Linked DNA regions of Mus musculus: regions 1, 2, 3, 4, 5 and 7 are each linked to region 6. The links are chromatin contacts, called in public HiChIP or PLAC-seq and promoter capture Hi-C maps. All regions are on one chromosome and are shown on one strand. The core of a region is the stretch at or near the end of the contact, and the rest is flanking DNA. Distances in the headings are between cores, read along the strand shown.

Evidence for each region. Promoter capture Hi-C pulls out the DNA fragments that hold promoters and counts their contacts. HiChIP or PLAC-seq counts read pairs in DNA pulled down with a chosen protein or histone mark.
Region 1: a promoter capture Hi-C map of embryonic stem cells shows a contact between it and region 6, with 2.6 times the contacts expected there. The contact joins the enhancer-like site here to the promoter of Cyba in region 6. A contact is called at or near these places in 7 of 39 promoter capture datasets (the C10 cell line, the HPC-7 cell line, embryonic stem cells and 3 more), 3 of 115 datasets of contacts at active chromatin or transcription factors (bone marrow-derived dendritic cells, embryonic stem cells and large pre-B cells) and 1 of 9 other capture datasets (liver).
Region 2: a contact with region 6 is called in a promoter capture Hi-C map of pre-B cells, with 5 times the contacts expected there. The contact joins the promoter of Fanca here to the promoter of Cyba in region 6. A contact is called at or near these places in 4 of 39 promoter capture datasets (hematopoietic stem and progenitor cells, liver, pre-B cells and 1 more), 7 of 115 datasets of contacts at active chromatin or transcription factors (T-cell acute lymphoblastic leukemia, astrocytes, bone marrow-derived macrophages and 3 more) and 1 of 9 other capture datasets (adipose tissue).
Region 3: a contact with region 6 is called in a promoter capture Hi-C map of stem cell-derived epiblast-like cells, with 3 times the contacts expected there. The contact joins the promoter of Cdk10 here to the promoter of Cyba in region 6. A contact is called at or near these places in 11 of 39 promoter capture datasets (the C10 cell line, cranial neural crest, embryonic stem cells and 6 more), 1 of 484 Hi-C or Micro-C datasets (CD8 T cells), 19 of 115 datasets of contacts at active chromatin or transcription factors (the NIH/3T3 cell line, T-cell acute lymphoblastic leukemia, astrocytes and 12 more) and 5 of 9 other capture datasets (adipose tissue, embryonic stem cells, liver and 2 more).
Region 4: a promoter capture Hi-C map of pre-B cells shows a contact between it and region 6, with 4 times the contacts expected there. The contact joins the promoter of 2810013P06Rik here to the promoter of Cyba in region 6. A contact is called at or near these places in 5 of 39 promoter capture datasets (the SN4741 cell line, hippocampal neurons, liver and 2 more), 2 of 484 Hi-C or Micro-C datasets (B cells and embryonic stem cells) and 6 of 115 datasets of contacts at active chromatin or transcription factors (astrocytes, bone marrow-derived dendritic cells, embryonic limb bud and 3 more).
Region 5: a contact with region 6 is called in an H3K27ac HiChIP or PLAC-seq map of bone marrow-derived dendritic cells, with 6 times the contacts expected there. The contact joins the promoter of Zfp276 here to the promoter of Cyba in region 6. A contact is called at or near these places in 5 of 115 datasets of contacts at active chromatin or transcription factors (astrocytes, bone marrow-derived dendritic cells, cardiomyocytes and 2 more).
Region 7: a promoter capture Hi-C map of embryonic stem cells shows a contact between it and region 6, with 3 times the contacts expected there. The contact joins the promoter of Fbxo31 here to the promoter of Cyba in region 6. A contact is called at or near these places in 1 of 39 promoter capture datasets (embryonic stem cells) and 2 of 115 datasets of contacts at active chromatin or transcription factors (embryonic stem cells and microglia).

What each region holds. Positions count from the first base shown.
Region 1 is chr8:123,270,575-123,273,789 of GRCm38.p6, reverse strand. Fanca (Fanconi anemia, complementation group A) reads left to right here. Exons shown (of 43, transcript NM_016925.3): 36 at 1,358-1,470; 37 at 2,450-2,585. Among named protein-coding and RNA genes, the nearest start is that of Vps9d1, 18 kb to the right of the region's middle. Within about 2 kb of position 1,284, at least 15 of the 459 cell types and tissues checked have an H3K27ac peak or open chromatin away from gene starts, as enhancers often do. A contact at or near this core is called in embryonic stem cells, where this site is marked.
Region 2 is chr8:123,316,649-123,320,040 of GRCm38.p6, reverse strand. Fanca (Fanconi anemia, complementation group A) reads left to right here and starts at 1,465. Exons shown (of 43, transcript NM_016925.3): 1 at 1,465-1,566; 2 at 1,870-1,979. The coding sequence starts at 1,488.
Region 3 is chr8:123,223,063-123,226,374 of GRCm38.p6, reverse strand. Cdk10 (cyclin-dependent kinase 10) reads right to left here and starts at 1,534. Exons shown (of 13, transcript NM_194446.2): 1 at 1,407-1,534; 2 at 1-28. The coding sequence starts at 1,493.
Region 4 is chr8:123,040,929-123,044,018 of GRCm38.p6, reverse strand. It overlaps 2810013P06Rik (RIKEN cDNA 2810013P06 gene), which reads right to left and starts at 1,444. Exons shown (of 1, transcript NR_045268.1): 1 at 1-1,444. It overlaps Ankrd11 (ankyrin repeat domain 11), which reads left to right and starts at 1,735. Exons shown (of 13, transcript NM_001081379.2): 1 at 1,735-2,070.
Region 5 is chr8:123,252,807-123,256,329 of GRCm38.p6, reverse strand. Zfp276 (zinc finger protein (C2H2 type) 276) reads right to left here and starts at 2,135. Exons shown (of 11, transcript NM_020497.2): 1 at 1,407-2,135; 2 at 320-623; 3 at 1-46. The coding sequence starts at 1,614. Vps9d1 (VPS9 domain containing 1) reads left to right here and starts at 2,108. Exons shown (of 15, transcript NM_028200.2): 1 at 2,108-2,342. The coding sequence starts at 2,244.
Region 6 is chr8:122,431,022-122,434,332 of GRCm38.p6, reverse strand. Cyba (cytochrome b-245, alpha polypeptide) reads left to right here and starts at 1,393. Exons shown (of 6, transcript NM_007806.3): 1 at 1,393-1,523. The coding sequence starts at 1,466. Mvd (mevalonate (diphospho) decarboxylase) reads left to right here. Exons shown (of 10, transcript NM_138656.2): 10 at 158-737. The coding sequence ends at 238.
Region 7 is chr8:121,577,348-121,580,874 of GRCm38.p6, reverse strand. It overlaps Fbxo31 (F-box protein 31), which reads left to right and starts at 2,069. Exons shown (of 9, transcript NM_133765.4): 1 at 2,069-2,417. The coding sequence starts at 2,120. n-TMcat17 (a tRNA gene) reads left to right here and starts at 1,574; the gene lies at 1,574-1,646.

The DNA of each region.
Region 1 (3,215 bases), core at 35-2,534, 840 kb before region 6:
CAGGGGATCTAACGCCTTCTGATCTCTACAGGCACAAAGCATGTGCCCACATTTACTACATAAACATACATGCAGGCAAAAACTCATATATAAATATATATGAATGTATACATACTGTCTTAGTTAGGGTTTTACTACTGTGAACAGACACCATGACCAGGGCAAGTCTTATACAGAACAACATTTAATTGGGGCTGGCTTACAGGTTCAGAGGTTCAGTCCATTACCATCAAAGTGGGAGCATGGCAGCATCCAGGTAGGTATGGTGCAGGAGGAGCTGAGAGTTCTACATCTTCATCCAAAGGCTGCTTGTGGAAGACTGACATAGGGTGACAGTATTAAGTCCAAACACACAGTGACACACCTACTCCAACCAGGTCACTCCTATTCCAACAAGGCCACAACTCCAAATGGTGCCACTCCCTGGTCCAAGAATATACAAACCATCACACACATACATACATACATACACACATACATACACACACACACATGGTAGGTAGCGCGCACTGGCTCACAGAGACATCCTCTCTCTTCAGTGCTGTTAGCTGCTCAGCATCCCAAGGCACAAGCAATATCTGCAGATGCTAGTTGCTGGTCCCAGGAGCTACTGAAGCTTCCTAGGAACCCTGGGGGCCTCCATCTGGTTCACTATTCTAACCAGAGGGGAGGTGGACAGGTCAAGCCATGGCCAGCTTCATTTCAGTTTGTAGCTCATTGGGTGGAATTAATATTGATGAACTATTCTGTCTTTAGAAAGTTGCTCTCAGAAGCTCTCTTTAAAAAGTGGCATATAGAAGTGGGTCAGGTAGTGCAATGCCAACATTACAGGGTTTTCCTCATACGATGCCCTCCCTTTAAGCCTTGCTCCTGAGCACAAGAATGCCTCATAGATGGGTAGTGGTGGAGCACACATTTAATCTCAGCACTTGAGAGGCAGAGACAGGCACAGGATCTCTGAGTTCAAGGCCAGCCTGGTCTCCAGAGTGTGTTCCCGGACAGCTGGAGTTATACAGAGAAACCCTGTCTTGAAAGAAAAACGAAGAACGCCCTATAAGCTGGGTGTGATGGCCTACATCTTTCACCGCATCACTTATGAGGTAGAGGCAGGCTGACCTATGAATTCTAGCCCAGCCTGGTGAGTCCCGGGATAGCCAGAGCTATATCCTAAGACTCGGGCTCAGAAAAAGGAAAGCTAAAAGTTGCACAGCACTGTGACGTGAGCCGTGTGAGGCTCTCAGGAATTCCTAGCTTGACTGACAATTAGGTGTCTCGATGGTGGCCAAGGGGCAGCATATCTCATGGTTGTCCATGACAACTCCCTTAGTCTGCTTCTTGGTGGTCTTTCACTTCTCAGTTGTGGTGGTCGAGCCTGGAGCCAGTGCTGTGTGGTCGGTGGATGAGATGTTATCAGAGCCCACTGCCTCGAGAGCTGCGGAGGCTCCAGGAGGCCCGGGAATTTGCTAGCAAGTAAGCTGCCGCAGTGTCACGGGGGAGCCCAGCTAGTCCCTAGCTGGGCTGTGTCTATGGGCATCCTCTGAGTACTGGGGTGCTGCCCCTGAGTGCAAGGGGAGCCTCTGACTGAGCTGGCTGGCTGGCCTGTTTAAGGAGACTGCTCTAGTGTTCCTGAAGACTGGTTTCATCAGGTTTGATCCAGCTCGCCCTGCCCTGCATTCTGCTCTAAAGTTTATTTAACTCGGGGGCCCACAGGCCCAAGGCAGGCAGCACAGGGCAGGGAGCAGGTTCTCACCTCTCTCTTGACTTGAATGAGAGCCCAGTCTGATCTCTGCCAATGCTAGCTGACATCCCAGAGGAACACCAAGCCCCTGCAGCAACCAGGGAGTCCTCAGAGGCCTCGGCAAGACATTGCTCTTTATAGAGGACTTCCTTCTGGTAGCTGGTTTGGAATCCATGATGTCTGTGTCCTCCCTGATCAAAAGTACTCCAAATCCTGCTCAGTAACCAAGCCGGTCTTGCTGTCAACCCTGCTGCTAAGGGAGCTGCAGGGAGCTCAGATGACTCCTCTGACTCCTGTAGTGAACAGCATGAGTTTTCTGCCACACTCTTACCCTCATGGAAACTAAGATATCATGCTAGTAATTGGGCCTGACTCTCTTGGGCTAGCCCAGTTACAGGCCCACATGAACAAGCAGGAATACGGAGAACTTAGTAGTACTATGGCCTCTTCCTTCAAAGCTGCTGGGGCCCCGATATCCCATTATGAGGTGGGTAGGGCTAAGCTGGTTCCCTCACAGTGCTGTACACCGTGTGACTTACGTACAGGGATGGCCCCACCTATCAGGTCCTCCCTGAGGAGACAGACACAATCATCTGTAGTGATTCTGGGCCCTGCACTGTGTTTGAGAGGAGAGCCCCTTGCTGTTAAACACAGATACCTGGTGGCCAGGAGTGTGGCCATTAACTCTCTGCAACGATGTCTGTGTGTCAGTTTCGCCTCCGCGTCAGCTTCCCCAGCACCCAGCCCCGCCTGGATCGCAGCTGCTGCGCTGCACTTTGCGTGGAGAGGAGTTAGGAAGGAAGATGTCACTGCACATCTGCAAAGGCTGGACTGCCAAAGAGAGGAGGTGAGACAGTCTCCAGGGAGGTTGGCCCACTGGCTTTCCAAAGACAAGCAGATTTGGGGTTTTCACTCTTTTTCACAGTTAAACGATTAGCTTAGTGTTTATTGGTAAAATGCTTTACTTTTGGAAGTGCTTTGTCGGGCTTGTTTTTGCCTGCATTACAACTTAGAATAAAGCTACCAGCCAGTGTCCACACTGTGAGCCAAGGCTGTAGCTCTGCCTCTCTGTTCCAGCTTCTAAGAAGCAAAAGCACAGTCAGGCCTTGAGTGCTGGGCCCTAGAGAAAGAGTCCTAAACACCCAGTGCCTTCTCCAATGAGTACTTACATGACCTCTGGTGTGTGGATCAAGATTTGTTGGGGACAGAGGAAATGTGAACCAGCACTTGGGAAGGAAGTTGCCGCCCCTCTCACTTTTCAATATGGGTCCCCCACTGGCTCATAAAGTATATCCCAACCTAAGAACTCTATCAGCAGTAGAGCTGATTATTTGCTGACTGTAATATAAATGCCCCAGGATTCTTCTAAGCCCATTTTCCTGTTGCTTTTGGATATTAGAAGGAATGTTAATGGCTTCAGAGCCATATGGTGAGAGAGAACTGATTTACACAGGTTGTCCTCTGACCTGCATGTGTA
Region 2 (3,392 bases), core at 216-2,715, 890 kb before region 6:
AACAACAACAACAACAGGGTAGCAGGGGAGGAACAGTGTGGGTGGGGAGGGCTTGTGTTGGAGGGGGTCCACCTTGTGGGCAATGATGGAAGTACAGCCATTTTTTTTTGAGATTTACTTATTTATTATATGTAAGTACACTGTAGCTGTCTGAAGACACTCCAGGAGAGGGCATCAGATTTCGTTATGGATGATTGTGAGCCACCATGTGGTTGGTGGGATTTGAACTCATGACCTTCGGAAGAGCAGTCGGTGCTCTTAACCACTGAGCCAGCCTTGAGCCACATCTTCTAATAGGCAGAGCAGCTCTCTGATGCTCCTCTCTGAGGGCACTTCTGATGCTAGAGGCAACGTGGGGCTGCCAGACACATTTGATCCTGAACTGGGACGAGTCCTGGCCATAGTGATGAAATTTTGTAGAAATACATTAAAAAAAAATTGGTTCTCTTCAGTTTTATATCTTTAAGTGTTCTCTTTGATGGGTAAAGTGACTTTTTGGCTCCCAGTGTGACCGTAGCACCTCCAGGTCATGGAGGCAGATAAGCCTGATTCCTGGGAAACTTCGGTCAATCTTTGTCTGCTCTGCTCTGGCTCTGATAATGGCTCCTCCAGCTGCTGACTGATTCCAGGCTGGGTGAATTTTAATCACAACCTGGCTACTATGGCCGGTTCAAGCCTGTCTCTAGTGTCCTGTCTTCCACTAGTGTCTGCGTGTGCACACACCTGGGGTAATGCTGAAAATCAAGGACAGTGGCTGCAGTGCACATAATGCCCTCCTTCAGTTTGCTTGTTTGTTTGTTAGAGTCGGGGTTTCTCTGTGTAGCCCTGGCTGTCCTGGAACTCGCTCGGTAGATCAGGCTGGCCTCCAACTCACCGAGATCCACCTGCCTCTGCCTTCGGAATGCTGAGATTACAGCACCGCCCCGCACGTAAGGTGGATTTAAAAAAGGAAGAAACAAGAATGACAGCGTTTTTGTGGCTGTTTTTCCTTCCTAAGTACTTTGAGCGCTTAGCGGGGAGTGATAGCAACTCTAATTTCAACCCTTGAAAGTCACACCCCAGCACCAGAACTCCTTTGGTCAATTTTCCCTCAGAGTCAAATAAGCACAGCAGAGTACTCGGATCGATCCTGTGTAGTTTTGAACAAAGCAGGTAAAAGTGCTTTTTTTTTTTACCGAAAACCTGGGTCCAGTTTGTCACGTGATCTCCCCAGGCCAAGCTCTGGGCCATTAGCAATTCTGCGCCACTTTCCCTCTAAGTTGTCAGGCGCAGGTGTATTGCACCAAGGCTGCCACCATACTGCCTTCTCTGCCACCCGAACGCAGCCAGACTCCGGGACAAGTACTACAACCAAGAGGAAGAGGGCCACAGAGCAAGGGTCCGCCCTCGGGGGTGTGGTCAAGCATGCTCCTAGCCAATGAGCGCCAGCGCCTGGCCGCGGCCAATCGGAAGGCAGCGCGGGCTGCAGAGCCGGTGTTCCAGACGCTATGCCGGGCTCGCCGGCTAGGGGTGCTGCCATGGGTGGTGGGCCCCGGGGCCTCCGAAAAACTTGGACCGAGCTGCTGGGTAGGTCTTGCCATTTCTGCCTTCTGACCCCCAACCAGCGCCAGTGCGGTCCCTCCATTCTTCGGGGTCCGGGTTCAGATCCCAGCGTGGCTCAGCCCTGCCCGCGAGTCAGCCGTCCTGGGCCGCGCTGGTCCTCTTAGGGCCATGGGCCCCAGGCTTCCTGGTCCTGCCGCTTGCTGCAAGCGCTAGGTGACTGTCCAGACTTGGACAGCTTCTCTCTGGACCTCCGCGCAGCGTGTCACCCTGTGTACGTTGCACTATAATTTTCTGAGCAATTTTTTTTTCTTTTTAAAATATCTTTAGCGGGCAGAGTCAAAAAGCAAAAATATGATCCTGAAAGGGAACAGAAATTAAAGGATTCTGCTCTGAAACTCCTGAGATACCATCAAAATATGCATGACCTTTTGCTAGAGGTAAGAGGAAGTTGTCCTGGCTGAGCAGGTTGGATGTTCGGAGCCAAGCCAGATCATAATCTTTTTAATGTCCTTCTAAGCCTGAGTACTTGGCGAGTAACTGGTGCCGGCAAACCAGGTGGGAGGAGAGCTGAGTGTATTTTATATTTTATGTCTTTGGAGATGAAAGTAGTTGGGTAGTACATTTAATAATTCATGAAAGGCTTTAATAAATTCCTTCTGGGAAAAGTACTCGAGGGGCTGGAGGGTTGATTCCTGTACAATCTGGTTTTTGTTTGTTTGTTTGTTTTTCTCTGTGTAATCCTGGCTGTCCTGGAACTCACTCTGTAGACCAGGCTGGCCTCGAACTCAGAGATCCGCCTGCCTCTCTCTCCCAAGTGCTGGGATTAAAGGCGTGCACCACCACACCCAGCAAGATGGAGTACAAGTTGTAAGCTGAAAGAAGCATCCCGAGTTGCTTTTGGTCATGGTGTTTTTATTACAGCAATAGAAATTCTGGGGGCTGGAGAGATGGCTCAGCGGTGTTCCAGAGAAACACCCAGGGGAAGAGAGCAGTGTTTGTAACCTGTGTGGGTGTGGGGTGGAGGAATTCACTGCTGACAAAGGGATGCTTTTTGTCCCAGAAGCCGACTTTACCGTTTGTTGACATGCGCTGCACCCAAATTGGATGGACAGCCCTCTCTTGGAGACACTTTGACTGAAACATTCACTGCAGACACTGGAATTGTTCTAAATATTAAGATAAACATTGTTTCTTTGCAGCAAACACAGACTGTGACAGAAAACGCATATATAGAAACATGAGGGTGATTGAAATCTTTCATAATCCACCAAAGAGAACCAATTAGGCCTTTGCTGCTCTAATTCCATGTTGTCATTTTGAAACACAGTTCAGAATGGCATACAGACAATTTAATTCTCACTTTTAAATATGACAATTAAGCACAGGCATTTTCACATGGTTTAAAATGCTCCTAAACAATAGGGCTGGCATTGTAGCATCCCGTTTACTTCTGGACTTGGTTTTACTAAACCATTGCAGCATCAGCACACCAGAACTTCAGTTTGTCACACACTGATCTGTATGATTTATATTTGTAAGTTCCTTTGTTTCTCCAAACCAGAGTGAAAGGCATGAGCTACCGATAATCTCATTTACAGGGAAGACACTGAAGGGTAGGTCATTGCTAGAGGTCACTCAGCTGCTCAGCACTGATTGCTCTTCCGGAGGTCCTGAGTTCAAATCCCAGCAACCACATGGTGGCTCACAACCATCTGAAATGGGATCTGGTGCCCTCTTCTGGCATATCTGAATACAGTGACAAATGTACTCATGTGTATATATCTATCTATCTATATACATACACACACACACACATATATATATACAATAAATAAATCTTAAAAAAAATT
Region 3 (3,312 bases), core at 285-2,784, 790 kb before region 6:
ACTCCTTAACGCTTCGGCATCTTCCCAGCTGAAAGAGAGAGGCAGCCAGTGTGGGGATCTGGAAGCTAACCACACAAGTGACAAGTCTCACCCATACCTGGCACTGAGAAACGTGCTTGCATCTTGCTTACCAAACAGAAAAGCAACCATGTATTTGGAATTTTCTGATGAGTGAAGGGGACAGATACCACTGGAATCACTTTGAAATACTGAAGCATACTGAAGATGGCCTAAGTATCCCCTCCAACCCAGTGTTCCAAATGTCTGCTGTCTAGTACCAAATGGCCACAAGCCATGGGCACAAACACCTCTGTGCAGGAGAATCCGGCCTTCAACAGGGAGTGCCAACTTTTCATGTGTGAGGTGCCTTTCTAAGTGCATTAGCTAAGCATTCCTTGGGTACAGAAGGACCAGAGCAAGCTTAGGATTCTATTCCACCAGCCCCCTGCTGGCTTCCCGACTCTTAACTGCCCTGCCCTGGGTTCTGTTACTCTGATACCTGATGGCCCCCACGATCCACTCTGAGCTCCCTCCCTCCCTCCCTCTCCTCGAGGATCCCTGTTCACTTCGAAATTCCATTCACCAGGATTTTGTGCTGCCACCTGAGTGTGGTATACCATTCCTTGTCAGATCTGCCCAAATTTTGGCAACACTTCCTGGTCCAAAACAAATGTCAACTCTTCTACAAACTTCTTACAGAATACTCCTTTTCTCCAAAGTCTCCACTATTTTATATCTCGGCTTATTTCTGAGTCCAGGTCTCACTCTGTAGCCCAGGCTCCCCTCCAAAGTGGAGTGACCATCCTGCCTCAACTCCCTGACTGGGATTACCAGTGTGGACCACCACGCAGGACTCTGACATTTTTGACTTAAGGGACCACTGCACACGTGCATTTTCTCCCCCTTTAAGAACGGCTTTCGCAACCTCGGCTTCCAGTGCAGTGCTCTGAGTTAACTAGTTGTTAAGTGTTGTCTCGTGCCTTGTGCTCTGAGGCTCTTAGTTAATGTGCCTTGGCCTCGCAAAGCATAAACAAGAAGTTAAAAATACGTGGGCTGCGGCAAAACCTCTTCCCACCAAACGTCTACTGGAGCAGAAATCGGAGCCCCTTAAGGTTCACCTTCACATCACACAAAAGAGACAAGACTGTGGGTAACGCCAGGTGAGACCCCCGCGGCTGCAGGTGCCACCGGGAACCTCCCACTCTTCTCGCCCTTGGTCGCTCGTCCTCGGTCCCACCCCGCCCCAGCCTCTGGGCTGCCGATTTCTGCCCACGCCGCGGCAAACTCGGGGACTGCCGTTCCCCCTCCGACGCTGGAACCTCAAACTTGAACGCGACACGGAACGCCCCGGTGCGCTTCAGTCTGGCCCTGCCACTCAGCGCCGCACGAGTGGCACCCCGTCGCACCCTGTGTTCTGGAGGCACGGTGAAGAAACCTTCCTTACGGATACACTTCAATCGGATCTGATCCGACTCCAGGTCCACCTCTGCCATGCCCAAGCCGCTGCCGCCCTCTTCCAGCGCGCAGGCGTAACGCCCCTCGGCGCAGGCGCATGACGTACTTCCGGTTTGTTCTGGACTTGGGGACGGAATCCGCTCGGAGCGCAGAGGCTCTGTTGTCTTTTAGCGTTAGATGCAGACACACTTCTACAAAGCTGCTCAAAGTACCATCTGTAGGCCAGCCTGCAGAAGACTCAGATTGGTTTTGATCAACTGGAGGAAAATGCGTCTCTTCCCTGTTTGCCATTTAAGTGAGACCAATTCCAGCGATCAGCCGTGCTTTCTGCCCTTCCAGACCACCACTGCTGAGAGCTATGCTTTCTGATAGTGGTTGGGTACATTCTCCGAAAGCTGGATGTGTGGGAACCCAGTCATTCCCGAGGCCAACCTCGTCCCCATCACTAGCCCAGGACAAGACGGAAGGAAACCTTGTACAGCCCGGGCAGCGTACACGAGAAAATGAAGATAATTAATGTACTGACCACTGGAGAGCAACTCTAGTCCAAGTGGTTCTTGGAGGTTGCACTCACTCAGCTTTTTTTGTTTGTTTGTTTGTTTTGCCAGGCAATAAGAGTGCCCGGCTGCTGGGATTTGAACCTGGTCCCTTCTGTCTGGAGCTCTGCACCCTTAATCGGTGAGCTAGTGCTGCAAGACTTGCACTTAGCTCTTGTACTGAGTAATGAACTCAGAACACCAATTGGCTCTGATCATCTGTGGAGGGTTTATATAGATTAGGAAGATGAATGTTCCTGCTTCTAAATGGCCAGAGTGCAGGTCCATGTGGGCACTATACTTAGGTTAATGCAAGCAGATTAGTTGGTGTTTGGACACAGTGCCATATGCCTGTAATCATAGCACTCTGGAGACTGAGGCCAGAAGATTCTGAGTTCAAAGCTAGAATGGGGTGCATAGCCTATCTTAAAAGGCTTTCAGTAGTGTGTCAATAAATCATGCCGGGCGTGGTGGCGCACGCCTTTAATCTCAGCACTTGAGAGGCAGAGGCAGGCAGATTTCTGAGTTGGAGGCCAGCCTGGTCTACAAAGTGAGTTCCAGGACAGCTAGGGCTATACAGAGAAACCCTGTCTCGAAAAAAACCAAAAAGAAAAAAAAGTCATAAATAATAATACTGTAAGATTTCTAATGGATTGTTTGCTATCTTACATTTCTTTTTAACTTTGGAATTCAGCTTTCCTCTGGGCACACTGTCACCTGTAATTGCAGCAGTCAAGAGGTTGAGGCTGCATGTTCAAGGCTGGCCTGGGCTATATACTGAGTTCTAATCCAGACTGGATTGGATGTGAGACCCTATCCCTGTTTCAGAACTCCAGCTGGGATTGTAGCTCAGTGGTGGAGCGCCTGCCTAGCATTGGGTCAAGTCCTAGGCTCACTCCTTAGCACTACATACACAAAGTTTTTTTTTTTTTTTTGCTTTTGCTTTTGTTTTTGTTTTTGTTTTTTTGAGACAGGGTTTCTCTGTGTAGCCCTGGCTGTCCTGGAACTCACTTTGTAGACCAGGCTGGTCTTGAACTCAGAAATCTGCCTGCCTCTGCCTCCCGAGTGCTCGGATTAAAGGCGTGTCTCACCACTGCCTGACTACAAAGCAATTTTAAAGTTAGTGGCTTGCAGACAGTTCCATTAGGCTCCAGCAACAGCAACAGCAACCTAGCAACAGCTTATGTCATCATCTGCCATCATGTGAGAGCCAGGCCTGTTTGAGGATTGCTAACACCCCAGCTTTCTCTTACCTCCTATGCTCTCTCCCTCCTTCTTCATTCTCTCTTTCTCTATCCCCACATGTTCCTGGCTGGCTTCT
Region 4 (3,090 bases), core at 195-2,694, 610 kb before region 6:
AGACTTTGTTTATACAGACAAACAAAACAAAACACCCAAACCCTCTACAGAACTATTTCCAGGAAGGCCAGGGCTCCACAGAGAAAACTTGTCTCAAACAAACAAACAAAACCCCAAAAGTCAAAAACAAAACAAAACAAAGAAGTATAAATATTGATTTTAGTCACTTAGCTTTTCTGGTTCACAAATACACAGATGCTCTTTAAATAGGACAAGGCTGGAAGTTTGACTACTTAAAACTTTTTTTTTGTAGATTTTTTTCTGTGCAGAAGCGTATTTTTTTTCTGTGTATATGTATGTGTACTAGTGCATGTTTGGGGAGCCCCTAGACAATGTTAGATCTTCTAGAACAGGAGTTACAGATGCCGGGAATCGAACCCAGATCCTCTGGAAGAGCAGCCAGTGAGTGCTTTTGACCGACAGGTCATCTCCCCAGGTCCCATTTACTTTAAAAGATTTATATGTAGTCTATATGTGTGAGTACTCTACTCGGGTGTGAGTTCCTGAAAAGTCAGAAGATGTCAAGTCCTCTGAAGGTGGCTGTGAAGCTGTCTGAGGTGGGTGCCGAGAAGGGCAGCACGTGCTCTTAGCCGCCGAGCCATCTCTCCAGCCCTGGTTACTTGTTATTTTATATTTTATTATATTATGAAATTGGCTTTCACTGTGTAGCCCTAGCTGGCCCGGAACTCAGAGATCCAGCCTGCCTCTGCCTAAGTACCGGGATAAAAAGCCTATACCAACATATCAGACTCGTCACAATTACTTTATGCATTTTTCTGAGACAAAGGTTTCATGGAACTCAAATCTTGAACTCGAAATGTTCACAACAATGTACTCTGAGCTCCGGATACGCCTGTCTCGGTCACTACAGCGCTGGGATTCGAATTTTTAGCTCGTTTGCAAACCAAATCACTACTAACGCAAACCATCATTAAACTTTTTCCGCGTTCTGTAAATTCAAACAATCAGGCACATGACGATGCGACTTTGCTGCCTAGCTCTGAGGTTCGTCAACCTTTTTTTTTGTTGTTGTTGTTGTTTCATGAACCATCGCGGTGAAGTTCTGGAGCCGGGGAAGGGAGGCGGCTGAAGCGCGCGCGGTGTCTAAGGAAACCTCCGGGCAGAGTCTGGAGCTCACCACATCCCGGTTGCTAACGTGGCTCACGGGACTCGGAGCGAAGCGCAGTCCAGGAACACCTCCAGGAAAGAGCCGGATCGCGGGTGGGGGCCGAGGCCGCCTTTCTCCTTCGCGGCCATCATCCCGGCTGCCTTTGCTCCTGCAAGAGCCTCCTGCCGGCTAGAGACACACATTCTCGAAGCTCACACAGGCTCACAGGCGACACACGACCTCGCGTCCGCAGCGCAAGGCCAGCCGGTACAAGCCGGCTCCCACCTTCTGGCTCCTTCGACAACAACCTTGTTTCCAGACCGCGGCCTCATCACTTCCGGCACCGAGTAGGGCCAATCGTCGTGTCCCGTGGCAGGGAGGTCAGCCAATCCAGCGGCTTTCTCCGCCTGGGTCTCCTACGCACGGATGCCAATCATTCCCGGACGTCTCCCTAGCGCCGCCCCGTGCCTGTTACGGAAGCCGTCGGGCCGTCTGAGCCCTTTCACCCCGGCATCGCATTTCCTCTCCGACGTGACGTAAGCGGCCCCTGCCGCTCTGCGGGGCGGGCCAATGGCGGTGGCGGATACGGCGAGCCAATGGGCGGGAGGCTCTCATGCGGCCGGCGCCCGCCGCAGCCACCGCTGGGTCCTGGAGCCAGAGGCCGCCCGCGACAGAGCGCGATGGACCGAGGGCCCCAGCCGGGGAGGCGCCGCGGCGGAGTCCGCGGCCAGACGCCCCCGCAGTAGCGTCCGCGCGAGCGCCGCGGCCCCGCGTGAGCTCCTGCACGCCGAGGGCGGGCTTGCATCCCGCCGGCCCCGCACTCGCCGCAGCCTCCAGCCCGCGCGCCGACGCCGCCTTCCCGCCCGGGCCGCGCGGCCCGGGAAACGCGGCCGCGGGCTGCATGGGCAGCGCCCGCGCCCCGCCGCCGTTCCGCCGCGGAGCCGCGTCGCCCTCGGAGCCGGGTGAGAGGCGCCGGGGACCTGGGGGGTGGTGGTCGGGGAGGGCGTCGGGCGTTCCTGCGGCCTTGCGGCCTGCAGGCCTCCTCCGCTGCCCGCCGCCGCGGGTGCCCCGGGGCGGGCCGTGCGCCGCGAGAGGCCGGTCGGTGGGCCGCGGGGGTCCTGCGAGCGACCATGAGGGGCCGAGGGCGGGCTCCGAGGCCGGCCTCGGGGCGTCCCGGGGGTCGGGCGGCCGAGAGAGGCTAAGGAAGGGCTCCGGGGTGGGCTGTGGCGGCCGTGAGGACCGAGGGCGGGCCTTGAGCGAGGGTCGATGGTGCGTTAGTGGGTCCCGGGACGCTGTGAGGACGACGGCGGGCTCCCGGGAGTCCCTGGGGTCCTCAGTGGCGCGGGGCGCCGACCTCTGACCCTCGGGAGGGGCTCCGTCGCCGGGCTGGTGGTAGTTGTTATTCCCAGCGTCCCTATTATTATCGTGTTTTGAAATGGGAGCAGGCGGCCCTCGGGCTGCGAGCCGAGCCGGAGGGGGCGGGCGAGCCGGGGACCTGGAGCTGCGGGGTGCGGAGGCGCGCAGGCCCGAGTGGGGGCAGGAATGCGGGGCGGCGGGGGGCGTCTGGGGGAGGGGAAGGCGGGACTCGGGGGGGAGAGTGGGAGGAAAGCGGTGTAGGCGACGGCTGCAGGAGCAGCCTTTGGCCTCAAGGAACAATGTGAGACGTTGCCTGAAATGTTAATTTCCGTTCCTCATTTCATCATCCCCTGGCAAGGCGGTAGCTGCGAGAGTGTGTGTGCGTGTGTGTGTGTGTGTGTGTGCGTGTGTGTGTGTGCGCGCGCGCGCCCGTGTGTGTGTGTACGTGTGTGCAGGGTTGGCCCTGCCACATGGATCTAGCCCCTTCACAGACGGATGTGCGGTTCAGTTCCTATGTATGTGGCTTGGTGTGGAGTCTCATTTTTTTTCTCAAGGCCTTGTCTTTACCTGGTGCTCCTGTAGGTTTTTCTGTTTTTGTTATGTTTCTGGAAAGCTCGTCTGGGGTT
Region 5 (3,523 bases), core at 886-3,385, 820 kb before region 6:
CACACATGCTCCCTCCTCTGCCACTGTGGTAGGCTGAACACCAACCCTGCAAAGCATCAGTGGCCACAGTTTAGGAACCTCTCAAGGTCACAAACGTCTTCCACAGGGCCCCTCTGTCAGCTGCCCTGGTTCCCTCTCTCCTAAGTGATAGCTCTTCACCCTCAGATCTCTGCAAACATTGCCACCACAGCACCCCATTGTAACACCATGAGCTTTTGTATGCTAGCTTTTGTCCACCCCAAGTCACTGCCTTAAGTCAACACCTAGAACACAGGGTGACGAACCCCTAAAAGTCCCTAGAAATCCAACAAGGGCCTACTTTGTACAAGGCTTCCTCTGGCCAGCTGGGGAGACGTTGACTCTCTGTAAGAAGGTCCTGAGAAGGCTGTGGCACTGATAGAATTGGGTGTAGCAGTTCTTGCAGACAGACTGAGGCAGGGCTGGGTCCTGGTGCACAGCGACACCCAGCAGACGCTGGAAGTCCCTAATGAAGACACGCTCTCCTGGGGACAGTCTTTCTGAAGTCTCCCCAGGCACTCTGTCAGAGATGCTTCGGAGGCTCCGTGAGGAAAACTTCCCATGGCAGAGTCGACAATGCCCCATAGCGAGAGTCCGGCCTGCTCCTGCGCAGAGAAGCAAATGTGACATAAGCGAGGTACTCGCAGTGCAAGGGCCACTCTTCCCCCTGGCCTCCGAACACTGCAAGCAGAGAAGTGCCCGCACCAGGCTTCCTAAACACAAGAGTAGCGGGACTGGGACTCGGGAGCTGGCCTTCCTCACTGAACACTCAATATTCAAGGAACCCCAGATGCCTACAACGAAGATGAAACTTAACATCCCTATTCTGAAAATGTGTCCAAGCCGTGCCTCAAGAAACTAACTCACTGTTCATCCCTGTCCATCTATAGGTGCCCTGCCTGCAGCATGTGCATGATGCCACCCAACTGCCCCTAGTGGGAGTAAAGGACAGCTTACATAGGAAAGCCATTCTCAGATGACTGAAGAACACCACACTAATGTGATGCACATGGAGGCTGTTAACCTAACTAGCTGCTGCTTGTTCACAAACTCGCAGCCGCACAAGGAACAAGCAGTTAGTTCACTTAACTCAGTTCCCAACGCAGGTTAGGTTATAGGCCTGTTTTAACCATCAAGAAACTGGGGTTCAGAAAAAGTTAAGCAATTACCCTAAAAGTCCATAGCACGAAGAGCAAACTTGAAGCCACACCTGTGTGCCTTCAAATCTTACGCACTAAATAGCAGCGACACAGAGCTGTCTGGGCGGCAGAGGAAAGGGCCTCTATCGGCAGTTCTCCAGAGGGCCCGCGTTCTCCAGAACCAGGAGGCCTGGTTTGCTCTCATTATCACTAAGCTCGCACCGGGGCCCGAGGACGCCTGGAACCCACCAGCTTCGTCTGTACCGTCGTCGCCTGTGTCCCCGCAGGAGCGTGTCATCGAGCCCCAGCTGAGCTGAGCAGCCGCCCCGTCAGCGCTCGTTCCGCCGCTGCGAGAAGGGCGACCCCGAGTCCGACCGCTTCCACAGCCGCCGCCCGAACCCCCGCGCTGCCGAGCTATTCCGGGAGACAGGAAGCGGCCGAGGCGGTCCCGCTTCATGGTGGTAGGCGACACTCGCTCCCTGCTCCGCGCTGCTCGGTGTGGCTCGGCCCCCTGACTTCTTGCTAGAGCGGACTTAACTTGGCACACTCCGTGCCGTTCCGCTACTCTCCGCCGCGCTGCCCCGCTCCGCTCGGCTCCCCGAGATCGGAGCCGGAGGAAGCGAGGGCTGCAAGGAAGCGAGGAGCGGTCTGGGGAGCCACAGCGGCCGCGGCGGGGTCAGGAGCCCGGAGTTCTTCGGGTCTCTCGGAACTCGCGACAGGCCCTTAAAGGAGGGGCAGCCCGGAGGGTGAACGGCCGCGGACTGCCGCCCGGGCGGTGGCGCACAACAGAAACCCTTCAGAGCAGTAGCTCTCCCCGCCAGCCTTCCCGTCCGCGCTCGCAGCAAGTTGGCCGGAGGAGGTGACAAGAGCCACTGACCCCTCCGGTCCCCTAAACCCAAGTCTGCGCGGCGGGGCGGGGCGCGGCGGGGCGGGGCAAGGCCGGCGGAAGTGTGTCCGGGTCCCCTTCCGGCGGTGCGCAGCTCCTGCGCCTCCCTCAGCTCCGCGCTCCGCGTTCCGGTCTGGAGGCGTCCGCCCCGTCCCGCCCCTGCCGCCGCGGCCTCCCGCTCCCCGCCCCCGCCCAGCGCCATGGCCGCTGCGGCCGGGGACGGCGGGGCGAAGCCACTGCAGAGCGCCATGAAACTGGCCAACAAGGCCATCGAGCTAGACACCGGCAACCGGCCCCGGGTGAGGCTGGGAGGGTCGCGGAAGCAGCTCTGGGAGGCCCTTTGCCCCTGGTGGGTGGGCGAGGGCGGGCGTGTAGAGGGATTCGGCGCTCCCGATGCGCGCGGCGGCGGCGGCGGCTCTGGGACCGCGCCCGGAGACCCGGGGCCCGGAGGCTAAGGGCGCCGAGCTCTGCGGGGACCTGGAACAGCTCAGCTCGCACTGGGCCTAGATTTACCTGTGTGATGAGGCGGTGTGACATAAGGAGGAGGTTCTGTTTGCAAAGGACCTACATCCAAGATGTAGATGACAGATGTGTGTGTGTGTGTGTGTGTGTGTGTGTGTGTGTGTATTCTTGACAGAGTCTGTGTAGAGTTAATCTAGAAAAGACCCGACTGTTGGCTCATTCAGGATGCTGCTGCTGTCTGCAGTTGCCTTCAAAGGTCATTTGTAAAGAAACCCAGGCACAAAAGGGGTGTGGCCTGTCACTGAGAATAACTGCTAATTAAAAGGATGGCAACAAGGTAGAAAAGCCGGCTGGGCCACCCAGAGCTTCCATAGGACAGGACGAATCACTGGTTGTCCAGTGCCCCAACTTAGTTTTCTAGGGCACCCTCACAAGACCAGAATCCTACCTGAAACCCATTTTATCTGAAGTGCTGAGCTAATTAAAGTTGGGTAATTTTGACAACGAGTAAAACGAAACACATACAGACCAGAGTGCGTTCTGTCTTGAGCTGTCACAGAGCCCAGAGCAGAGGGGTCACACAGCTGAAACCTGCAGCTCGGTGCTCTGGGCTCCTTTGAGCAGAGGGAATTATTCTGGAGTCTGTAGAATGTTATTTCTTCACCTAAGCCAAAACTTGAGATTGACAGATGAGCCCTTATCCTCTCCTCAGATTTCAGGAAGTGCTTTTCATGAGACATGGAAAGACTGCTAGTCTTTGAGTTGCACAGGAAGAGAACTTTGTCACACAGAGTGGAAACCCTTATTGCTGCTCAGGCAGCTCTGTGGAGCCTCCTGACTGAAGCTCAGCTCCTTCATGTGGTGGATAGTAATGAGAGGAGAGGTGTGTCTGTCTGGGAACTCCTCAGCACAGTGTTGAAGGAAGGAATTCTTTGATTTTTTGTTCTGTTTGATATCTTTTTCCCTTCAAGTCTAGACAGTATAGATACCATCTGTGTCCTAGCTGGACCATCCATCA
Region 6 (3,311 bases), core at 144-2,643:
CCTGCGCAAGCTGGTGTGGACTTACCACGAAGGGACCCACCCGTGTCTCACCACCCCCCCCAATCTAATCCTGCCTTAGAGTCTCTGACCTGTAAAGTCTCCGGAGCAGCGGCTACTGCCGCACCCCATGACTGGACACTGATTTTTCTCCCCCCAGGTCGGACCAGGACCTCAAGTCCTAGACGACACTCATGATCATCTGCTAGGCCAGGATGGACTGCCACAACGGGACCTTTGACCTCTTCCACGTCCAGTGCCATTTGGAGAAAGGGGTTGCCCACTGGAACTCGGGAGCTGGCCTGCTGGTCAGCCTCTCCTGAAGGGCTGCTTGATGATCGATTATACTGGGGGATGTCGAGTGTGATGGGCAGCCATCTAGGCGATCACGGGAACCCCTCTCAAGTGCCTCCGGTTCCCCGCTGGTTTCTGAAGGGCTAGCTGACCCACTCGATGGACCTTCCAGCACTCCAGACAGCTGCTCATCAGGGATGGGGAGTCGGTGCCTCCCCCCTCCCCCAAGATGCTCTGAGGGCCTCAGTAACCATCTAAGCGTGATGGCTCAGACAGCGGTGCCTCTCTGCTGAGACTCAGGCCACAGTTTCTTTATAAAGCCTCCTGGTGAGGGTAGGGGCTGTCGAGCCCACAGGTAGGGTCCATTGTGTGTGTGGGTGCCTCATGAGGGTGCAGTCAGTGGACCTGAGGACCACAGGAATAAAGTGTGCTGTTCCTGCCTGCCCGTGTGGGCTGTGCTTTCTTCTTTCTTCCTAAACCAGCGCTTTAGGGTCTCTGGTCTACTGATCTGCTGGGTCCTACCCGCCATTGAGTTCAGTCTTGTTTCCCTATGTAGTGGAGAGGTGGGGGCTGAAGTGGGTCCTGCCAGGAACACTTCCCACTGCCCACAAGCCAGCCCCGTGAGAGTCTCCTGCCACCTTGTGACCACCCTAAGTCATACCCCAGCATACATGCAACAGCTGCTGGAGCTGGTCTAGGCCAGAGGAAAGAGACAACAGAACAACGGTGTTCCGGTGTTCTGTCCCCTGCTTTCTGGGTTTTCCCAGCCTTGCACACTATGGTCCCCTACCCCCACCCCGTAGTCACGTGACCCAGGACACACACCTGCCCCAGCTCACAGTGGGTCGGAAGTAACCTCATCTCCTTTTAGGGAGCAGCCTTTATCTGATAACTAGAGGAGCAGGTGGATGAAGTGACTTACGCCTCTGGCCCTGGGGGGGTACGGTCACAAGTCACAAGCAGTCACAAGTGGCCCTGGTACTTTCCAGCTGGAGAGAGAGGTCGATGGGGAGACTGTCCCACCCACCAAGGCTCAAAGGGAAGGTGCAGAGGAGGCCTCTGGGGCACAGCCCGACAGGGCGGGGCCTGAGCAGGGGGCGGGCCGATCAGTGAGGACTTGCGAAGTGGGCTGCAGAGTTGGACCGGGCTGCTGCGTGTGCGCAGGGTCCTCGTCATGGGGCAGATCGAGTGGGCCATGTGGGCCAACGAACAGGCGCTGGCGTCTGGCCTGAGTGAGTGAGGTGGGCTGCGGGTGGAGGGGTTGCTCAGGACCCGTGGGGCACCGCGGGGGAAGCAGGGCTCGGGCTGGTTCTGCGGACCTCAAAGCGCGGATCCTCGGAGAGACCTACCGGGGCCTCCGGGCACAGGACGGGCGGTGGCCGCTGCAGGCCGTGCTCGGCCGCCTGTTCTAGAGGCGACCCCGCCCTGCACCCTGTTGGGTCCGCGCTGGGACCTCAGAGGAGGAAGTTGCTTACAGCTGGGGAAGAGACATTCACTCGGTGGTTTCCCGCCTGGTTAGGAAAACCCCCGGAAGACCCTCTTCTGCGCACAGCCCACTTGGCCAGGAGTTGGGACTCTGGCCTTGAGGTCACTCGGGCTCCGGCTTCTCCCCGAGGGGCCTGGGATAGGAGCTAAGCTCATCCTAGAGGAGCAATCGGCTCCATCCCACAAGCGAAGTGTGCGCAGAAACTATTTCACAAGAGTCTGGACACCCCTCAGAGTGATCTTAGCCCTGATGGCCTGCCGAGTTAAGATGCAGGACACTAGTCTTTAGTCAGGTTGACACTGGCCGTGGCTTGAACAGTTCAGCTTGTCTGGGAGGTTTGCCAAGGGGCAGTGGGACCCCTGGGCTTCACTGTACCAGGAAAGGAACCTAATAGACCAGACCATGAGCAGCAGGCCTGAGACTAGAAACTGCAGACATGCCTCAAAGCCGAAGGGAGCCAGAAAAGACCTGCCAGGGCAGGGAGGATGGCCCAGACCCCCCTCCACTCACCCGGGAATAGCGCATCGAAGAGGTGATAGAGAAATCTCCCCCAGCCCACGCTGGAAGCTCCCGTGGAAGGCCTTGCAACCCCAACCTTTTGAAAATGGCGCCCCTCCCCCACCTGCAGTCTCCCTTCTTACCCTTCCCAGCCTCCTGCCAGTAGTGGTTTGTCCTGTGACCACTATGGACGGTTTCAAAAGTTACCTCCAGGAAGTGGGGGTGCCAGACACACCTAAGGGTGGGAAGACCTGGCGAGCGCTGTCCATGCAGTGTCTCCTGTCCTCGTGTGTGCTAAGGTCTCTATGTACTGCCTCAGCTAATTGTTCAGGGTGTTCAGGCTGACACAAGTCTCCTGTGCTGAGGAGTCACAGGCTGTGGCCACTTACTTTCTCCACCGAGTGTGACTTCCGCTAACTTTTCTTTTTACGGGAAAGCACAACTGTCCTGGGAAGGTTCTGAACTGTCTAGGTCCAATCAACAGGGATGTACTTTGTTTCCTTTTGTTTTTTTAACATTTGATTTTTTTCAGATTGTGTGTGTGTCTGGCCATGTGTGTAAGTGCGGGGGCGCTTGCAGACAAAGGCTAGAAGAGGGTATTGGAACCCATGGAGCTGGTGTTACATACGGGTGGCTCTGAACTGCCTGATGCGGGTGCTGAGAACCCCACTCAGGTCCCTTGGAGAGCAACCCTCGCTACTAATCCCTGAGCCATCTCTCCAGCCCCCTATTTTGTTTTTTTCTAAATCACAGAAAATTCCATCTGTTCTGGCCCCATTACCTGGCTCCATCTCAAGACGAAAGCCCGTTCCTGACCCCCCTGCTTGTCTCCTGGGCTCTTCCTGCCTTCCTTGCTAGGTTGCTCCTTCTCTGTCTCTGAGTTTCCTGAATGTGCACGGGGAGGGGGGCGGGGGGGGGGGGCTTTTTGTACAATTGGCTGGGGTCACAGCTGATGCCTCCTTTTCAGTCTTGACTCAGATGCCACCTGCTGAGACATCAACCTCAGATAGTGGGCTTCCCTGGGATTGAACCCTCT
Region 7 (3,527 bases), core at 820-3,319, 850 kb after region 6:
GTTAACCTTCTCTCCTCCATGGGGCTAGGATTACTGGAGCTTGCCGTCACATCACGGAGGCTGGCTTTGTTTTTGATTTGCAATAGACCAAGATGTAAACAGAGCAAGTGTCACGCTTTGGAATGGAAGCACGCCCAGCGCTGTAGTGCCCAGCCTCCTCTGCCAGCTGCAAAGGTTGCTGATGCAACCACCAGTACCTTCTGTTCCCTCTCGGCCTCAGGTTCCTCATTCTTCAGCATGACACCTTGTTTGTTTTTATTTTACAGGCTCGCTTGGAGAGTAAACCCCCCTCCCCCAACCTGCTGCTTGCCACATCCAACTGGTGTTTATAATAAGCCATAACCTTTGCTCTGGCATAGTCCCCGGAGGGACAACATGGGACGCTTCTTAGAAGGAGTGGTTTTGAAGCTGGGGAGAAGGGTGTGAGGTCCCCACAGATTGGGAACTGTGTTCTTCAGGGCACACTCCCGCTCCCTCCCGTCCCCAATCCAGTGAGGTGATGGACCAAATGGAGGTGAGACAGAAGCCAGGGCTAGAATGTGAGAAATGTGACCTGGGCAGTCAGAGAGGCCAGGAGGTCAGGGAATAGCTTACAGTGAATGAGCAATGCGGAACTCGCCAGCATTTTGTTTACAGCATCTACACACACACACACACACACACACACACACACACCCCTCTCACAGTTGTTCAGTGAAGGCTGATTGACAGCCCATGAATGATAGACCAGAAGGGTTCATCTTGGAGCAGACAGTCTAGGGTCTCAGCCACATGCCCACAAAGAGCTTACCCTCCCCCGTGGGCATTAACACACGGGGACAAGAGGCAGCGTGTGCTCAGCTACACTTTTACACGATGTTAATATTATCAGGTAATTTAAGTCTTTTTTGTTTTGTTTTGTTTTGTTTTTTACATGAAATCTTGCCGCATAGCTCAGGTTGTCCTGAAAAGTCCCCACCCTCCTGACTCATCTCCCTAAGGTCTAGGATTACAGGCCACCAAGTGGAGCCTTTGCTTAATGCTATTGTTAATCAATCAACGAATGCATTAGGTAATATCTGTTTGCTTGTTGGGATAATTTACTGAGCGGACTGCTAGGAGGCACAGGGTCTCACGTAGCCCAGGCTGGCCGTAAAGTCACTAAGTAGCCAAGAGTGACCTTGTAATTCTGATCCTCCTGCCTTGATCCCCTAGCCCCAAGTTGGGATGAGAGACCGCCACGCAAACGGTTAATTTTAATAATAAAAAATAGGCGATATTGTTATATAGGGTCATTAAGGGCAGAGCTGCGGAGGATACCCCAGACTACTCTTTTCCTGAGAGGGAAGTTTCTAGACGCCTTGTGCTGCGCGGGGCAATGTGAGCTGGAGAGCAGGTTTGGGGACACCAGGAACTCCCACCTCACTGAGCACCAGACCTTTCCTTTTGCAACCAAGGTAATCTTGGCAAGTTAGTTTAGATGTAGTGTTGCTAGGCGACGGTAGCTTTGGTTTATGGTTTCCCTTGCCAGATTTTGTTCATGGCGAGGCCACCACCTGTGCAAAGGCCCTGGCAGCGAGCTTGCTGCTAAGGAGCCTCGTTAGCGCAGTAGGTAGCGCGTCAGTCTCATAATCTGAAGGTCGTGAGTTCGATCCTCACACGGGGCATCCTGCATTGTTTTCTTGCTTAAGGTAAAACCCCTTCGTTCTACCCTGTAAACGGGGTCAGAGGTGGGACTTGTGGGAGGGGTGTGGTCATGCTAGGAGCGGGGCTTTCCGGAGCTGAACCCGGCGACCCTCTTTTAGTGAGCAGCTGGGCGTCCTAAGTTTCTAGCCAAACGTTTTGGGGGCGGAGCCTGGAAATAGGGTGTGGCTCCATACAAGGGCGTGGACCTAACACGTAGGGCGGGGCCTACTGCTCAAGGGGCGGGGCGAAGCGTCTGGGTGGGGCTTGGAAGGGTGGGAGCGTCTAGGGGCGGGGCGAGTCTTCATGGGGGCGTGTGAGGGGTTGGGGTCGGAGGGCGTGGTCACGCTTGGGGTGGAGCTTGAGGAGCCTGCAAGCGGGACTACGGCTGCCTGGCCGCCTGCGCAGAGCGCTGTGCGTGCGCGTCCGCGTGCGCGCCTCCGCGGTGGTGACGGGCATGGCGGTGTGTGCTCGGCTCTGCGGCGTGGGCCCCGCGCGTGGGTGCCGCCGCCGCCAGCAGCGCCGCGGCCCGGCCGAGACTGCGGCGGCGGACAGTGAGGCGGACACGGACCCCGAGGAGGAGCGCATCGAGGCGGGGCCGGCGCGTTGCTCTCTGCTGGAGCTCCCGCCTGAGCTGCTCGTGGAGATCTTCGCGTCGCTGCCCGGCACCGACCTGCCCAGCCTGGCTCAGGTCTGCAGCAGGTTCCGCCGAATCTTGCACACGGACACCATCTGGAGACGGCGCTGCCGCGAGGGTGAGCGGGTGCATCCCCTAGTACGGACACTTGGCCGAGGCAGGAGCATGGTGTGGAGTTCCAAACCAGGCCTGCTGCAGAGTGAGAAAACCAGACAGCTAGCAGGCCAGGGCTGCAGAGTGAGATCCTGTTTTTAAAAATGTCAGACCCCGTCCCCCTAAACCAAACCTACAGCCCACCCTCCCGGTGCAGGAATAATGAGGACGCAAAGCGGCCACAGTCCCATTTGAAGGCCTTACGTCCGTGTACATACATCACGGTACTCAGCCTGAATGGCTTGTTGGTGTGTGTGTGTGTGTGTGTGTGTGTGTCCTGGAGGCTTGCTGTTCCGTGAAGGGAACATCAGGGATTCCACTGCCTGCATGTCACACAGGCTAGTGCTCTGACTGTGTGTGGGCTTCAGCCTTTTCTGTCTTCTGGCCACAGCACGCCGGAGACTGCTTTGTGCATTTTGTAGAAATGCAGGGGATTTACATCTATCTTGTGAAAACCTCTGGGGTGGTTCATCTTCGTGAGCCTGCACTTCTCCAAGTGGGATTGTGGGATGGCAGGCTGTGTGAGGAAGCGGTTTCCCCAGGTCCTCCCTGCTGCAGGGTTCTTGTGTAATTTCACGGTTGACATCAGGGTTCTGGCTTGTCTCCCCTTACCTTCGCACTGTGGGAAGTTGGGGTAATCTTACCCCACGTCTGAGTGGGATTGTGACTTGGGTAGGGGCTTTTATAATAAGTATGCAAAGCCTTCAGTCCTGAACATGACTGGTATGTCTGTTGGCCCAATGTAACGTCCTGTTTGTCTTTTGTCTTGTTTTCTTGTATAAGATCCTCAGTAGTAACCTTTAGTCGCACAGGATGGGTGATGTTTGTTTTCAGCTTCTGTCTGAGCACTGTTCTTTCTTTTTTACAAATTACTCTGTTACTCTGTTTATTGTTATTGTGTGTGTGTGTGAGAGAGAGAGAGAGAGAGAGAGAGAGAGAGAGAGGGGCATGCATGTCTTTGGAGGTTAGAGGACATCTGTTTCTTCTCTGGCAGTGGTCCTCAACCTTCCTATTGCCACAACCCTTTAATACACCTCATGCTGTGGTGACCCCCAGCCATACAGTTATTTTGTCG